2 separate regions of the Drosophila melanogaster genome follow, and region 2 is linked to region 1. A link is a contact called in public Hi-C data. All regions are on one chromosome and are shown on one strand. Each heading gives the region's core, a stretch centred on a gene start, on an enhancer-like site or on the middle of the called end of the contact. The rest is flanking DNA. Distances are from core to core; before and after follow the strand shown.

Region 1 (5,878 bases), core at 1,685-4,184:
AATCACGTAACTTCAAACGGATCGTTAAGTGCAAATGAATTTCAAACTCGTGGCGACTCTTCAAGGTCTTTTCCAATCAAATTGAAGATTGCATGAAATGCTAAACAAGGGAAAAGTACCGAAAAGAATGAGAAAACATTTTGGTATACAAAAGGAGTTAAACATTTTAAGAAAGCAGCAGGAAGTGATTCAATGGTTATCGCACTTTCAAAACGATATACGGAGTGGGATCCAGAAAGAAATCATCATATTATGATGGTATATAGTAATTAACGATCTTTGATATGAACAATCGTTAAGATATTCTATTTTTATGGTCTCATTCATTGCTCACATATGTACATATGTCTAGGCGCACCAATTTGGGATAGTACCAGTTTATCTTGACTCATTTCTTACTGCGAGGCGCATGTTGTCCCATGTCCCCAAAATGTCATTCCCTGGAGTTGGTAATCTAGAAGGGTGAGCACTTTGCAAGGCCTTTTTCATCGCAATCTTAACTTATTTGCTTGAGTTATCTCCATACCCGCTGCAAAAGTGTTTACGGCCGAATAAAACAGTTCTTATCGCCCATGTCGACCGTAAATGCATTATTTCTACACTTTCCTTCTCAACTCGAAAAATCTGGCAACATAAGCGCATATATGTATCTGCAGATGAGCTAATATAAATTATGGTTCAGCAAATTAACTGATAATTGTAACATTATCAAGAGCGGACTTCTACCAAAAATCGGTGGATCCAGATAATGCCAGTTATTACTGTTTTTGATTTAATTGAGCGGGTGGACTGGTACATCTGTGGTTGGGCGACATATGGTGACCGCGGGGGAGTGGTGGGGCAGGTCCTGGGAAGGGGCATTGGTCCGTAGTCACCAGTCACCAGTCACCATTCCGGTGTCTGCACTCGAGAGCATTCCGCCATTTCGCTGTGTACACACAGACCACAAACACCAAGGTTTGTTGTGACATCATCGGGCCAAACAGTCAACGACACGGCGACGTCAGCCTCGCACATTATCGAACTTTAATGTCTCCCCCGGATCCCCGAGATCCCTGGATCCCGTCCAAGTGGCCAGTCCCTCAATTCGCGACAGCAGGAAAATTAGCTTTTGCTTTTTGCGGGACACATAAAACGAATGATGTGTTATTTTATATGTGAACACATTTATGCAGAGGTGGCAGGCATTAAGAACAAAACATTGGGCATTTGTTATCGAGGAAAGATATAGTTGAAAAATCTCTATAGCTCTTAGGCTAATTTTTAATATAGCAGTTTAATGTATTTACATTTTTTACTTGTTTTTTAAAGAATCTATCAGTAAAAATGGAATCGCATCATTGGTACATTCCCAAGAATTTCCGGAAGATTTTGCTGAGATTTTACAAGCGTTGAATTACCACTTTGTAAGTTTTGGCATCCCACGTTAATATGAATAGTAAACTCTTGCGATTGCACAAATACATCATAATGTTGAAGAATTGTAAAGCCCCATATGTCATACTATAGAATAAAACCCTTGGGTGGCCGCCAAGACAATTGGACAGGAGCCAGTATGGGGACGTCATTGATATCCATCGACAAACCCAACCCATAGCTATTGGAGGTTCATCAATCATGTGACCAACTAAAGTCGGATGGGTGGAAAAGGGGGCTTGAAACCCGAATTCCTCGAGGTTTCAGCGCGCAACTTCGCTGGGGATTGGAATTGCATATGACTCCCCAATCCGATCCGCGTCTACTCTGAATACATATGCATATGCTCCTCTATCGCCTGTTGCTTCCCATATCTTTCGACCAGTTTCAGCGTTTTTGCTTACATTTTATCAGCTCAGTCAGCATTTATGTAGGTTGACACTTTGTTGTTCTGCTCTGTCGTTTTATAACCAAGAATCGTTGGCTGTCGGCAGTTTGCTAAAAATAGCAGAGTCATGAAATTCGCAGCCTAATTGCTCCTATTATTAATTAGGAATATGGCAAGTTCTCAGCTCGTTAAGGCTCATTTTAGAATGTTTGTCGGGCAATTGTTTTCAACATCTTTATGGCATTATTAAATTACTATTGGCGTGCGCCGAAACAGCAGGTGGGGGAAATCCTTATAGAGCGGGTCTCTCCAATTTAAAGCGGCTACTTGTTAAATTTATAATGCAATTTGGCGGTGTTAACTATTAACGAGGTTAAGTGGCGCAATTTGAAACCACATTTGAAGGATTTCCCATGGTTTAATGGTGTGCATTTTTAAGCACCCTAGTGCACGGCATTTCTAGTACTTGGCTTAATAATAAATGTAAGAACAAACTTATAGACCAATTAGGTTCTAGCAATTTATCAAAACGTTACGACGTGTTGTATTCTTTCTAAGGCGTAGAAAATAGCGAATGGGAAAGCTTCTTATTTATAATTCATTGTTTGAGGTAATTTACTATTGAAGGTTTATCACTTAAAAGCGGAAACAGATATGGCTCAGACTTTAACCTAGGCATTATATGTAGATATGAAACCTATTTACAAGTTTTATATTTCTCTCTGAACTCAAAATAGAATTAATATATAGTATTAAAGATATACTGCTGTGCAATATATAGGAACAAAACTAAGCTTCCAATTATAATAAATGCAATAAATTAGTATAAATTCACATGAAACCCTTACCTCCGCCGACGAGAATTACCTCCAAAACTCGATTGGCTTTAAAAAAAAAACCGGTAATAGAATTGTAACTCGCCTGCTCAAATGTTGTTTAATGATTCAACGAGCGCACTTTCGTTTATAATGAATTCAACCAAAAGTCCAGTTTCCAATTGCGATAGCCCAATATCGCAATATCACAGTTCACACGCACAGCTCGAACACTAAAAAAACACTGAGCCAGCTGAGAGGCAACTGCTAACTGCTAACTGTAAACCAGTTCGACTTCAAAACAACAACTAAGTGCCGTTCGCTCTCTTCGCCTTCTCTTTTCTCTCCCGCTTTCTTCTCTCCACCTCTTCACTGCTTTGCTGGTCAATCTAGCCTTGTGTGCGTGAGTGTGGGTGCGCCTATCACGATGTACAGGTAAACTTTTATTATTACTAAATGTCCAGAAGTCTTTAATTAAAATAATTACTTATTGCGACAATAAGTAAGAAGGTGAAATGTAAGACTTCCCAAATTGCAATAAGAACAATAGCTGTGAGAGCAATAATAATCTTCAGCTTTTATCACTGAGCGGAGCGACATAAGCAAGCTGCACTGTACTTCAGATGCAATGTTGTTGTTTCAGTTGTTGTAGCTGCTCCTTGGCTTTCACACGCGAGTTGTGGGTGAGCCTTAATCACATTTATTCGATGGTGAGTGGAGAAGGAGGTGCTGAGTGGGCGAGGGAGCGGCGCCGAGAGAGCGAACGAGCGGTTGACATTGACAACCCCCCTTTTTTGCTGTTGGGAGCGGGCGCACGCCCATGTGTGAGTAGGCTAATATCGCTACACTTCGAAGTTTCGTTGAATTTGCGCTCTGTTTTGTTTGCTTCTCTCTTTATCGCTCTGCGCTTTGGCTCTCCCGTTCGCTATTTGTTGTTAATTCGAATACGAATATAACTTCTAGTTTTTATGGTGCCTTTGCGCTCGGTTTTATGACAAAACCATTTTTTTTCCACTGCGGGTAATTAAGAACTCGCTGGCACGAATAACCGAACCAATTCAATGTGAATCCACAGTGGAGGCGATCGAGGAACAAAAACAGTCCGCACCATCATTTATTAACGCCAATTGTCAGTTCAATTCATTTTCTTCAACTGCTTCTGTGCGAAGAAACCGTTTCATTGCGTCACAAAGATGATTATGCTCATATATTATCGAACTAATGGGGGGAATTCAAAATTATATAGAGCTGTAAAACAGGAGCCAGCTAATAAATCGGCTAGTATCAACTCCTTATAAATAGCCTCTTTACGCAATACTATTGAATACAGAAAAATAAGCCATCAAAGTCAGCATTATTTGCAGTGTTTGCCGACCACTTCCCCGATAAGCCATACATATAGAGTTACGTAACTGGAGATCGGCGACTCGAGTGGCCGGGCTTTGGCTTTATATAGCTAATTAACTGGACGATCGACCAGGAGCACTTGTGTGCAACTCGGCAAAATACTATACTTCAGATGTGAAATTGCTAGATTTCTAGAATCGATCAGATTTTCCCCATTCATAAACTGGGTCTGCGACTGTGGCTAATCAGCGCAATACTGATTGATCGATTGGAAGTGCCATTGGACAATTTATAGAGCGATCCATAAATCATAATCGACTGGTATTTATTGTGCGCTATTCGCAACTACTCGAGCCCAGCTTTTAGGGTTTCCGTTCCAGCTGGAGATCTTTGTGGGGACGCAAGGCTTCTGGAAACCGAGACCCCGAGAAAAAGATCACATGATAGAACCCCCCCATATGATTATGATGATTGCATAAAACTCGAAAACTCGCGACTTTGCAAAGAGAGCGCGACTCACAGATACTCTGGAGAGTATTATATTCACATGACAAGGGTTCGACTAACACACACACACACTGCGAACGTAGTAGGTGCGTACCTGAGTATCTCAGAGATACTCGGGGCTTACGAAAGAGATAGCGCTACGCGTATCTGCCGCTCTGACTTTAGCTGCGACTTCTGGCAGGTGTTTGCACAATGGGTCCCATGACAGGTGTGCCCCGCAGCCCCCAGTAAGCTCACTTTTCCGACCAGTAGCTGTCAGCAGCCAGCATCACGTGCCAAAGTGCATTCAAATTGGGCTTAATTGCACATACTCCCTGCTGCCAAAGCACGTGCTTTGGATGGCTAGTTTACAGGGGATATGGGATATATACGGGTGGATAACCCGTGGCACAGCTTTTACACCTCGAACCCGCCGGGTTTTTCCAGTTGCTTCGAGTTTTTTCGAGTTTTTCGCTTACCTTCACAGCTCCGAAAACGCTTTTTATGTCAAAGACACACCAGATTCGATTCCCCGCGAGTGCGAGCGATAAATTTAGAACTTGTTTGTTGCCGAGCGAGAGTATCTTTATTCGAATCTGAATCTGAATGGAGCGCAGCACACGTCTGCTCACCGCCAGCGATCGACTGCGTTTAAATTTGGCACTCGCTGCCGCGACTTCGGTTCGAAAATCTCGCGATCGCCTCGAAATGCCTCGCACTCTCTGTTACTCAGCACACACACCCTGTGAATTCAGGCGGCTCTCTCGGCGCGGGCATGCCAACTATGTATGATCGGTGACCGTTATCGCAAATCAGAAATCGACAAATACCCGTACTAAAGTCAAAATCCTCGAGTGCTACATGTGTCTACCAAAAAAATGGTCAGTTTCCAAAAACCTAATCACTCTTAGGATCACCCAATTAATCACCATTAATATGTGATATTTTTGCAGTAACTAGATGTGCTTGTTGATAGTGAGGAAGCCAATCTCAAAAAAAAACCAATTGAACTAACACTTCTTACAATTTAAACTTTTAATTAGAATTTAGAATATAAAATAATATTAAGCTAATTTGGTAACAGTTTCATTTTAAATTTCAACTGTTTTAAGTGCTGTAAAGTGCATAAAGTGTTAACAGGTGGCTCCACGCACAACGCGTTAGTACCTTACCAAATAGCGTTTTCACTGCACCGCTCACCACGGCCACACTCTGCCTTTGTTTTGTTTTGATATTCCCACTGCATCGCATTTAATTTATTAAAAGCTGTTACCAAATTATGTCCTACGCCGGCTATAGCCAGCTGCCCAGCGGCAGCGACCAGGAGCGCAGGCAGGCGCAGCTCGCGGCCAGCACCTACGACGTGCTACAGCGGACGACGGACAGTATCCAGCGATCCAACCAGATTGCCATCGAAACGGAGAAC
Region 2 (5,878 bases), core at 1,764-4,263, 520 kb after region 1:
GTATGCCGTGCTCGTAGAGATTGGTTCTGCCTCCGGGAAACGGTGGTCCATTGTCGGAGGTGTAGATCACGAGTGTCTGATCTGCCACGCCGGCTGCTTCTAGCTCCTTCAGCATTAGACCAACTCCCTGATCCAACCTCGAGATGGTCATGTACTGAGCAGCCAGCTCCTGACGCACTACATCCGTGTCGGGCAGCCAGGCGGGCACGTCCAGGTTACGCCAATCGTAGTAGATGGGCTTCCAGTCGGGTATGCTGCCCATTCCCTCCTCTCCGCTGCCCCAACGCTCACAGAATTCTCCAAACTGCGGGGTGATGTGGCCACAACGATGGGGATCATGGAAGCCGACCATCAGGAAGAAGGGTTTCTTTTCGTCCTTGGCCTGCTTGAGAAACTGCCTGGCATACTCCTTCATCCGGGTGATGTTTCTGCCAATCTGGTTGATGGAATGCTGCTCCTCTGTTTGCTCGAAATCGAAACGGAAATTGTTGGCGGCCCCAACATGTTTCTTGCCAATGATGCCGCTCAAGATCCGTCCGCCACTTTGATCACGGATTAAATTGGGCAGCGATCCGGTATCCGGAAGAACATTGAAGTTGTGCACGCCCTGATGGAGTCCATACATTCCGCTGGAGTGACCAGCCTGGCCGGTGAGCAACTGCGAGCGACTGGGACTGCAACTGCTTACCGAGGTGAAGGCGTTGTTGAAAAGCAATCCGCGTTTTGCCAGTGCGTCCAGATTGGGAGTTTGGCAGAATTTGTTCAGATAGGCGCCCGATTCGAAGCCGGCATCGTCAGCCAGAAGCAGCAGGACATTCTGCGGGCCAGCGGAGCAACCAGCAATTAGCCATAGTGTAAAAATCCACTGCAGAAATTGCATGTTGACATAAATCCAGTTCCAAATCCAAATTAAATATATTTGAGAGCGCAGAACAAAGCGATTCTTCAGTCGACGTCAGCGTACTGAAGTACGGCTCAAGAGAGCCGCATACTTTTAAGTGTCCACAAAGCCTCTCATTTCTCCGTTCTCCGTTTAAGACGCATTCAATTCCATTCCCAGTTCCAGTTTTAATCTCATCAACACAACAAATGCTCAGCGGGAGCGCGCCTAGGTACATTCACTTTGCCCGACTTTCTTTGGGAGCGGTTTGACTACAGTCAACACACCATACAGAGAACTAAAGTGTGAGGGTACTGTACAGTCATACGATTAAAGAATCATCATAAATATCAGTGAGATATATCTGAACAGTATAAAAAACAGCACTTCCACAAAAAAAATGTTTCATTTGAAATTTAAAATGCTTTAAAAACACTTTACATTTATAAACCATTAAAACACAGCCAATGAGCTGTTATAAAACATATGTACATTTAACTAGTATATATTCAACTGTATTGTATTGTAACATTTTGTGTACTTTGGTAAATTATAACCCGCCATATAATAATAAGCAGTATTCTTTTGTGACAGACATGGAAATAGATTTAAATCACCAAGAGTTTGGTTTGCATGACTCTGGCCATTAGGTGATCAACACGTTGTACTTTCTGATTTTATCTTGCGCCATGGAGAAGATAAAAGCAGGAACAGTGTCGCCAAATGGAACCACGTCAGGGTGTCAAGGCCAATCGCAAAGTGCAATGCGATTGTATGTTTTGAAAAATTATAAATCTACAAAACAAATGTTCGTTCTGCTTGTTTAGGCTTTTCTGTGTCGAAATGCGCAGTTTCTTCCAGCGACTAAAGAGTTTTCACATTGGGTGAGCTCATCTTATGTAAGTGGACAACCCCCAAAATGAATCATCGGCCGGCTAATTTAAGCCAGCCAGCCAGCTACAGTTTAAGCCACCCCCTTTTTGCCCTGCACCGGTGTGAAAATTTCGCCCAACATGTTTAACAACACTATGAGTTTTCCAAAAGTTGTGGCAACATGTTGCCAAGAGATTTTCGCAGTCTCTGGCAACAAGCCAACAATACGAATCAGCTGGGCCAGACTAAAACAGCTGTTGCAACGTGTGGCAAGTGTTGCATCAGCCAATCTCAACCAGCGAGAGAGAGTTTCACTCACGTGGAGAGAAAGAGTGCGAATCTGTATTGTTTGTTGTTGCTGCATGGCAGGCTGCCAAACCAGTTGCCCTATACCTTTTGGAGCGGACATAGGTGACATATGTAACCATAAATACTTACATTTACATTAAAAATCCTGTGAATGATCATATGAATATAAATGAATATTTAGGCGCGAAAAAATACGCAAAGTATTGAACTATACTTAAGTTTCGCGGCTTTTTATTAAATACCAGTTTATTAACCCTTTGTGAGCAAACATAGTTGCTATTACTTACAACCTTAATATCTACGTTTCTAAATTATCTGGGTGCAGAGTAAAATTTATTCTTTTTTTTTAGCTTCTCTTATCTATTGTAGCCAATTTAGACCGAAATGCTATCTGTGCAATTTTCAGACTGTCGCTAGCCAAATAATATGAACGGCTATGAATAATCTGTCTGCGTTTTGCACAGTTTATTGAAAATATATATATTTTTTGTTATATTAACTTAACTGTGTTGTATGTAATACTTTGCCTCAAGTTAATAGCACATGGAAATTTTTTTTTTTCAGAACTTAAATCAGTTGATGCTAATGCATTGTTTACACCTTTTTCAGCTGCTTTCAACCAGCTAAGGGTTTTAGAGTAGAGTAGTATCTAAGAAGTAGAGGCACCCACTTATCCGAGTGGCCCATCCTCCGCATCACAAAAATAATGAGAGAAAAAGATCCCCGCGTGGAAATGTTTTGGGGGCACGGCCATAGAAAATAGACACAGCAGCTGAGAGAGCGCGTGTGTGTGAATATATGTGAATATATATTGGTGGTGGGGAAAGGGTATATGGACGGAGCGGTGAATGAAACCGGCAACGACGTCAGCAAAATTATATCAACCCCGGCCAGCGGCTGCCGTCCAGTGCTCGCAGTTGAGTCAGTTAGTAACAATACTTCGTCGCGAACAGAACAACAATTCAGTGAGTCAAGGCAAACGACAGAGCTTTCGGTGTGCAAATCAGCGTGGAATTTGTGAAATTTTCGATACGTGTTTTAGAATCCCATCTTAATGGCATCAAACGCTGAACCTCGTTACAAAGATATCCTATTCATAGAACAGTAATTTCTTTTCGTGTAAAACGTACCAGATAAACTCAACTTTGAGTGCAAAGTTCAGAGTGATTAACAGCCTGAAAAACATTTGCGAGAGACGCAATAAATTGGCGAAAATTAAACAAACAATTTCTATATATACTTCGTATCTCGGTATCTCAGATAACAGTTGTATCTAGATGCTATATAGATAAGCGCTTGTGAACACGAACACTTGACGAGTACATTAAGCATACGCCCGATCTACACAAGTGGTATCACTGAAGCAACAGCTGACCGTACCAAAAAAAAAAAAGAAAAAAAAAGAGAAAAACACTTCAAAGGCATTTTGCCCCAATATTATGTTCGTTCTGCCTGCGGTTGGTGCAACACTAACAGCAACAGCAGTGTCGAGAAAAAGCGGGAAATCCAACATCGCGTCGCCTAAGAACGTCATGCAACATTCGCCTGTCGTTGTCTTCATGTGTGTGCAACATTCGCAGCAGCAGGTTCCCATGCTCAACAACTTTATGTGTATGCGTATGCGCGGCTGGCATAACAATAAGTTTTATTGCAACAATTCAATCAATATCGAGACCTCCACGATCGGCACCGGCACTGGTGGCACTACGGGCACTAAGATCCTACGACGCTCCAAGTTGCTACGAAAGAAGCGTGACTTTAACCGCCGTCGCTTTAGTCGCCGCACTTTCTTTTGAAACCGATTCGAATAAGTCAAATAGTCACCGGAGATAAGGAGCAACAAGGATCAAGATCATATTAGTGCCGTCATCATTGGAACCTGCTCAACGTGGCAGCAACATGATGGAGGGTAAGCAACTACTGGCCACATTTCTCATTTTCCCAAAGCCAGCAACATTTGTTGCCACAACTTTGTTGCTGGCGGTGTCATTGACACTGGGTACACTTCACGTCGAGTATACATAGATAGATGAGGCCACCTACCTATAGGCCTATAGTAATCGTGAACTTTTGTAGGGCGTTGTTTTGATAGGTGTTTTGATTACATGTGAAAACGTGACGCTTAAAATAATAAATTTATATGGGGTTTCTAAACCGGATTCTGTCTTATATCTTATTCTATATTATTAGTTAAGTAACTAGTCTTAAATTTTGTATCTTTAGGATGATTACTAAATAATTAATAATGGTGACCTGTTGAGTTACAGACATTCATGCATATATGGTAGGGAAGATACAAAAATCTTTGGCTTTACTAATTTAAAACTTTAGAGACTGAGCACACCGAAACAGCTTAAAAAAACACATTTTTGGATATGCCAGACAACTGCTTGTTGCAAAAAATCACTTTAAACTTAGTCATACACTTTTAGCTACCACCACACTATATTGTATGTACATATGTAGATCACGTTTCAGATAAAAGTGATAAGATAAGATAATCAAATCGAACAAGGAAGGGGCTTTGTAGATCAATTGCTATTCATCTACACATGCAAAACGCCCTACCTTTCCATTCCCATTTCGTGGAATCGAAAAATGCGCACTCATCGTGAAAAGATTGAACGAATCGCTACGTGTTGGCCATTTATTTTGTTAATTTGCCAACTGAGGGCGTCCATTGTTGATGGTCGTCTTCGATATTCCAAGAGCTCGTGCCAGTCGGTGCGCTGCGCAAGATTGTCGTTTGAAAGTCACATATTTTTGCACGCATATGTGGACTGGCATTTAAGCTCCTCAGCTTTGGGGGCTAAAATCAGAGGACGTGGGCAAATAATCAAAATGACCCCCCCCCCCCTTGGTTATATTGTATTTGTGTCTGCAGATCAGGCCCATTACAAATATCACATGATGACAGTTTTTGCCAACCGCTGAAGCTCATTTTGCGCTTTATATTTATCAGCATGACTCATGGATTTCTAAATTATCAGTTAAAGCTGTTATACATACATGCATACGTACGTACGCAGAGCTTTTCGATTTCGAGAATTCAACAGCTTTTATCTGAGCACACATTCAAAGAGAGCTTACTAATACCACGACAAGAAAGCTCTTCTCTTCAAATGTGGGCGAATGAGCTGTACGAAAGAGAAAGAACGTGAAGAAATTTCCCAAGTTCACATCTCAACGATTTTTGGATTGTCGTGGGGTTCACAGTCTATTATTTTTAAAGGCCAAACAATCTAGAAAATGAATGCATTTGCTCTGAAATTTAAAAGACTTCCAACTAAATCACTCCCTTGGGCTAATGCATACATACATACATACATACAGATGCGTACATATATTATTATTTAGTATAACCATGCATTCTCATGCCTCGTTCTTTTGTGTTTTTAATTTTGTTTAAAGTTCTTGACCCAAAGAATATAAGATCCCAAAACAAAATGATCTTGAAAAGTTATTTTTTCAATGAAAAAACTTCTGCAATATTTTATTAATGCTAAGGGTATGCATGCAAAGTATTAGAATTACCTCAAGTTATTATAATTTCTTATGAACTATAAGTCTAAGATAGCTTAAGTACTTTGTGCAAAAAATTTCTTGACAGTGTCAAATCTGTGCAAACTTGGAAACTTAGTTGTTTTTCTCGTTCATTGTTAATAGTTTTGTTATTATTTTTTTACATATTGATGAAAAAACCTATGAATAAATAGATATTAATAAAAAAAATTCATTAATTTTAAAAAGAGGTCTTTATATATTTTTGCATTGAAAGTCAAAAATACAATTTATTTTCATTGTGCAAAATGTATG

The links. A called contact is a pair of places that touch in the nucleus more often than the background predicts.
Region 2: a Hi-C map of the Kc167 cell line shows a contact between it and region 1, with 2.5 times the contacts expected there. The contact joins the promoter of Xrp1 here to the promoter of Vti1b in region 1. A contact is called at or near these places in 8 of 107 Hi-C or Micro-C datasets (the D17-c3 cell line, the Kc167 cell line, the ML-DmBG3-c2 cell line and 4 more).

The regions. Positions count from the first base shown.
Region 1 is chr3R:18,394,061-18,399,938 of dm6, forward strand. Vti1b (Vesicle transport through interaction with t-SNAREs 1b) reads left to right here and starts at 2,935. Exons shown (of 3, transcript NM_001275780.1): 1 at 2,935-3,443; 2 at 5,752-5,878. Vha100-2 (Vacuolar H[+] ATPase 100kD subunit 2) reads right to left here and starts at 5,109. Exons shown (of 6, transcript NM_142465.2): 1 at 4,932-5,109.
Region 2 is chr3R:18,911,955-18,917,832 of dm6, forward strand. Xrp1 (Xrp1,) reads left to right here and starts at 3,014. Exons shown (of 5, transcript NM_142504.4): 1 at 3,014-3,971. Sgsh (N-sulfoglucosamine sulfohydrolase) reads right to left here and starts at 968. Exons shown (of 1, transcript NM_142503.5): 1 at 1-968. The coding sequence starts at 880.